Linked DNA regions of Muntiacus reevesi: region 1 is linked to region 2. Evidence: chromatin contacts called from public Hi-C data. All regions are on one chromosome and are shown on one strand. Each heading gives the region's core, a stretch centred on a gene start, on an enhancer-like site or on the middle of the called end of the contact. The rest is flanking DNA. Distances are from core to core; before and after follow the strand shown. Region 1 holds the start of FBXO9 (F-box protein 9). Region 2 holds the start of EFHC1 (EF-hand domain containing 1).

Evidence for each region. Hi-C and Micro-C count contacts between places; a contact is called where the count stands out from the background.
Region 1: a contact with region 2 is called in a Hi-C map of muscle, with 12 times the contacts expected there. The contact joins the promoter of FBXO9 here to the promoter of EFHC1 in region 2. A contact is called at or near these places in 2 of 3 Hi-C or Micro-C datasets (blood and muscle).

What each region holds. Positions count from the first base shown.
Region 1 is chr20:26,365,849-26,368,548 of mMunRee1.1, reverse strand. It overlaps FBXO9 (F-box protein 9), which reads right to left and starts at 1,434. Exons shown (of 14, transcript XM_065913184.1): 1 at 1,296-1,434. The coding sequence starts at 1,298. LOC136151782 reads left to right here and starts at 1,692. Exons shown (of 2, transcript XM_065913191.1): 1 at 1,692-1,993.
Region 2 is chr20:25,943,049-25,945,748 of mMunRee1.1, reverse strand. EFHC1 (EF-hand domain containing 1) reads right to left here and starts at 1,324. Exons shown (of 11, transcript XM_065912098.1): 1 at 1,167-1,324. The coding sequence starts at 1,229.

The sequences.
Region 1 (2,700 bases), core at 185-2,684, 420 kb before region 2:
GTCTGGCACTATGCCAGGCGATAAGTGCTCAAAAAATTGGCTGAATTAACAAATAAAATGCCATGAAAATATATAATGCATAGCTCAAGGATGAGGTAAGGAGACAGGAAATGGATAATATAGACAGAATCTTTCATCTTCCTCGAGTTGTGTTATAATAGAGCTCTAATCCACTGTGACTTTGATTTTGACAGTATGACAAAAACAAATTTGGGGTTTTACCGCATTTTTCAACTCAAATACCACTTGAAATAAGTAGGTCTTCGGCTGTCATGCAGAGATATTCAGTTTGTTTTACATAATTGAGTTTGACTTAACACCACTTTTCACCAGAGTAGCTCATGTGTTCATCATTTTACTGTTTCACAGATGGGATTAATACCCAAAGTTAAGTGCTTAATCCTGGTCAGAGAACTATCTCTAAAAGTTTAGAAGCAGAGTTAATTAGTGTTTTTATACTCTCCAAATTGACTTCATAAACTCATTCAACCATTCATACATTCCTAAACACTTGGGTGTCTACTATAAACTAATGAGCTTGGTATCATTTCGCTCTTGAAGATTCAACTTGGCCATAGTTAAGTTTCTCACATCGACAATTTATTGGGAGCCAAAGCAAAGTAACAGGGGGCAGAGAGTACCCTTGCCAGCACGCAATAGCTCCATGGAACCTGCGTTGTCAACTTCTAGAGCTTTTCAGTCTCTCCACTTGGACCACTCGGGCTTTCATGGCCGTGAAATGCGACAGAATCCCTCAAACCGCCGGCCAAAACCCTGCCCTAGGCACAGCCGCGTCCTGGGGCAGGTGCGTCCTAAACTCAAGACGCCTTAAAAGGCCAGAATGGCGGCTCGCTGGGCAGGTTTTGTTTTTGGGTTTCTTGCGGGGAGACACGGCGATCAACAAGTGCCTTCACTTGCCAAAGCTCCCTCCCGATTTCAGATACTGCGACGGCTCACCTCAATCTACGCTCGCTGCTTTTAATAAAGGAAAGAGATTGGTTCAATGTCCTCAGCAGGCCGAAGAGAGGCATTTTTCTCGGCCGTCCAGCAATCCCTCTCTGCTAACCTGGAGCCCCCAGCTTGGGGGGTGGGGTGGAGGGGAAGGGTGCGGGGGTGCTCCTCAGGAAGTAACTCCAGGAATCTGGCAAGGCTGCCACCATCCTCTCCCTCAGACGAGGACCCCAGGATGGTGGTAGCCTTGCAGACCCCACCCCTCAAAGGTTCCTCCTCCCCACTCCCCTCCGCAGGCCCGGGTCCTCCCGTCCGCCGCCCGCCCGAGCCCCTCGGCGCTTTACCATGCTGGCTGGCCGGCCGGCCGCGGCCGAGGGGCTCTCGGCGCCCCCTCGGCACCGCCCCCGCGAGGAGGTGCGCTGCGAGTCCGGTGTCTACTCCTGCCGTCTGCTGCAGCGGGGCTTAGCAGAGTTCTCGGTCGGAGAAGCGCACCAGGCAGCGGCAGTAACTGCGGGCCCGGCGTACGGCAGCCATCTTCGCGGGGCAGAGGGCCAGATCGCGGCGCGCTGGGGCGGCGGCCGGGGACTCGCGGAGCGCAGGGACGCCGAGTGCCCGCCGAGGCCAAGGACTCTGCGCGAACGGGAGCGCCGGCCCTGCTGGAAACCCCGGACGCCGCAGCGGAGCTGCTCGTCTGCCGCGGAAACCTGCGCCGGCGCGGCGAGCATGCGCACTGCCGAGCCGCCGTCGCCCGGCTCCGCGGCCCCCTCGCTGCCCGGTGGATAGCCGAGGGACATTCGCTTGGTTTGCGCACGAGGCACAGCCCAGGAGGGACATCGGGTGTCCGAAAGTCAAACTCGACCTAGTGTTCGGCTCAGTGAACTTATGCAAACTTGAACAGCCGTTAACTCAAACTTAGAGTTAAGACCCTCAGGCAAGCGGTCCTAAGGCATCGAATTGGGTGCTCGGGGTGGTCGCTACACGGTTCTCGGCGACAGTGGCTAGAATCCCAACCCAGGACCGCAAACAGTGGAATTCCACTATCGTAAGTCCGTCATAATTACTAAGCTTCTCAAAAACACGGTTCTGGAGGTTGAGAAAAAGAGGCGCTCAGGAGAAAAGCCCGAGAGAAAACTTAGCCCCCCATTCCCCGCAACGCACGTCGCACTGCAAACCCCATCATGCAACGCAAGGAGGACGTTGGGGCTCTCCGGCCCCGATAGTTCGCGGCGACGGCTCCCGCGGCACAGTGGGATTTGTAGTCAGCCATTCCACGTAGAGCGCCGGTACTCGCACGCTGTTCTGGCCCCGCCTCTTAAAGCCCAAACACCTGATTTCACTTCCGCAGACGGCATTCGGGTTTGGCTGGCGGTATATTACTTTTCCACACTTGACTTTGTTTTAAATACTGACTTTGGCATGCTATGTGTAAACCTAGCCTTGGAGCTTCTTACCTTCTTTCAGCAAACATTTATGGAGTTTCTGAGATTTCTACTAGGTGTGGGGTACTAATAGTCACCAGGTTTCCAAGCCCTACTCGTGATTCCACGAATTCACAAGAGTTTAAATCTCTTATCCGTTATTTTATTCTGTTTATTTAGATCTTAGTAATGCAGTACATTTTTCTGCAGAAAAACAGAGGCAGAAAAAAAGAAAGGGAGGGGTGCAGAATGGTGAGCTACATTATGGAAGCCACAACTACTATCTTTTAATGTTAGGATCCATCGTTCTGGTGGGTATGTTTTCATTTGC
Region 2 (2,700 bases), core at 75-2,574:
GGAAGAGCCAAGTGAGCAGTCAGTCTCCAGTTTTTTTTACCTTACCTTTATGACCAAGGAGAGGAACTTATAGTTTAAATTGTTAAACTACAAAAATATAAATGATTATTGTTTCATCTTTGAAAATCAGTCTATTGAATCTTAATGCTGACCTTCCAACACATATTTCAGCAACCCTGAAATTTCAGTATTAAAATCATAATTTTGTCAAGGGCTAAACTGTGTCAGAGGGGAAAAAAAACAAACACAAGTCTATTTTTTTTTCTCTTCAGTTTTGTCTAGAGGATACAACTAAAAACACTTAAGGTAGGGGAGGAGTGAAACAAAATCCAAACAGCAATTTTTTATAAAAATGTTAAAAGGGAAAAGGGCTAGAGGAAGAAAAAACAAGAACACATCAATTGTGGCAGAGGGAACTAAAGCGCAATTTTCTCCCATAAATCACCTGAGGATGGTTTGGGAGGAAGTTGGCCAAGTGTTGAAAATTTAACTTTACGAGCAAGAGCATTTGGGGGAAAAAAGATTAAACAAGACTGCAGAAAAAGTCGAAGTGCTGGACAGAAAAGGAGATAGGGCTTCGTAGAAGCATAAATGAGACCGCGGCAAAGCACCTGGCAGAAAGAAGCCAACAGGTGGAAATGGAGTTGGGAGTGGGAGCGATTACTGGGTCTAGGATTCAGAAGAGGAAAAATGCGGGCGGCAATGATGGGCTTGCGGAGAGTGGGTGGGATCGGGCTGTGGAAATAAGGACGAAGGCGTGTAGAGGTTGAGTCGGGGAAGAGGCCCAGGTTGAGGGAAGAAGAGTTTAAGGATGGACCTGGGCAGGAGAGGTACGCAGAAGGGAGAATGAGCTAGAGAGAAGGCCGAGGGAGCTCGGGAACCAGGTGGGGAAAACCAGCAAGAGCAGCGCAGCAAGGAAGAACGCTGGGAGGCCAACAGACTGCCAGGATGGAGTGGAAAAACCAGAGAGGGATGGGCTGGGAGCAAACTGGGGAAAGAGGGTGAGGTCGGGTGTGGTGGTGGTGGGGAGAACAGAGTTGGGGGCAGAAAGAGGGTTTGAAGGGGAAAACGACAAACTCGCGTCGACGAGAAGAGACGCAACCTGCTGCGAGCCCTCCGAGGCTGCCAGGAGGTGGGGTCAGGGGGTTGGCCGGAGAAGTCCTCACCGTTAAGTCCTTAAAGGACGTGCCTGGGAGAAAAGGCAGGCCATGCACTGGGTTAGACACCATTGCGGCCGCTCCCGCCGCCGCCACCCGGGTCGGGTTTGGTCCTCCCGCGTTGCCAGGGGGACCAGCGGCGTTCTGGGCGGCCCGGCAGCTCCATGGTAACGCCAAACACGCCGAGCGCTCGCGGAAGAGGGGCGGGGCCTGAGACGCAGGCGTGCCCGGCCCGCGCGTGCGCAGCCCGTGGACTAGACGTTCTCGCGGGAGTGTGGCCGAGGGGAGCTAGCCCCGCCCCGCGCAGTCACGTGAGAACGCGGGGCGGGAGGAGGTGGTTGTAGGATGACGTGATGGTTCTCCCCTTGAGGGCTTGGGTTCCGGGCGGGGCCTTAGATCAGTTACAGGGGAAGGGGCGGTCCTTCCTTCGCTCCACCCCAGTCCTCACCTCGCCCCGCCCGCTCGCTCTTCCACCTGTGGGAAAAAGGCTCTTGTCCCAGTTCACACGGAAGTGTCACTGGTTGGTTCCGGTTGAAAGTGTTACTTCTCCCGAACCCGTGCTTCCCTGGGCCCAGGGACTGAGAATTATTCATGATTGTATTTCTGTTGTTCAAGGATGTTCAATAAACAAAAGCAACTGACTGGTGCCTAATCCTCCAACTACCGCATTCAAGTTTTTTCCTACTTTACCTTTCTGAAGGAAATGGCAATCCACTCCAGTATTCTTGCCTGGAGAATCCCATGGACAGAGGGGCCTGGCGGGCTACATACAGTCCCTGGGGTCGCCAAGAGTCGGACACGACTGAGCGACTAAGCGCAGCACATGTACTCCTACATCCTCCTTCACAGGCCTTGGTGGATGGACCACCCCATCCCCCATCCATCTTACACATTCACCGCAGGACACTCAATATTTGTTGACTGGAGAGCTACAAGGCGCTCCTGTCGATTCTCCGAGTCTCTAGTATCCACTACCTACAGTTGCAATAAAAAGTTAAGACCCATGAGGGGAAATACATATTCCAAGAAAAATTTGTCATAGGAGAAAAGCAAATAAGTGCAGTGATAAATTGTCAAAACCGTCAGTACTCTTTTTACAAAACTTGTTTACATTATTATCCCTTAAAAAATGTAATACTGTTCTTGAAACATCTTCAAGAAAGAAAAAACAAGCTATCGGCAGCGCTAAGGAGCTTAAAAAGAAAAACAAAACCCAGATGTCTGGACATTGGATTCACTGGGTTTGAAATGGGGCCCAGGCATCGGATTTTTATAACAGCTGTTTCTGAGAATGAGCCAGTTTAACGGAGTGCGATAGAGTAGGAAGCTTCACGCCAAAGGCATCCATGTCATGGGTGGTTTACTGCCAGTACAGACAAAGGCTTTAGTTTTGCTGCTGCTTGTCAGAGCAAATCCCCCTGATGGGTTTCACTAACAGGCATAAACCTCAGGGGGCCCAGGACATCAATCCAGTAATGGCATGTGAAGTAGTTATTGGTGGCTGTCTCCACACCTTGCCCAAAGAGTTTCTTTTCTGATAACA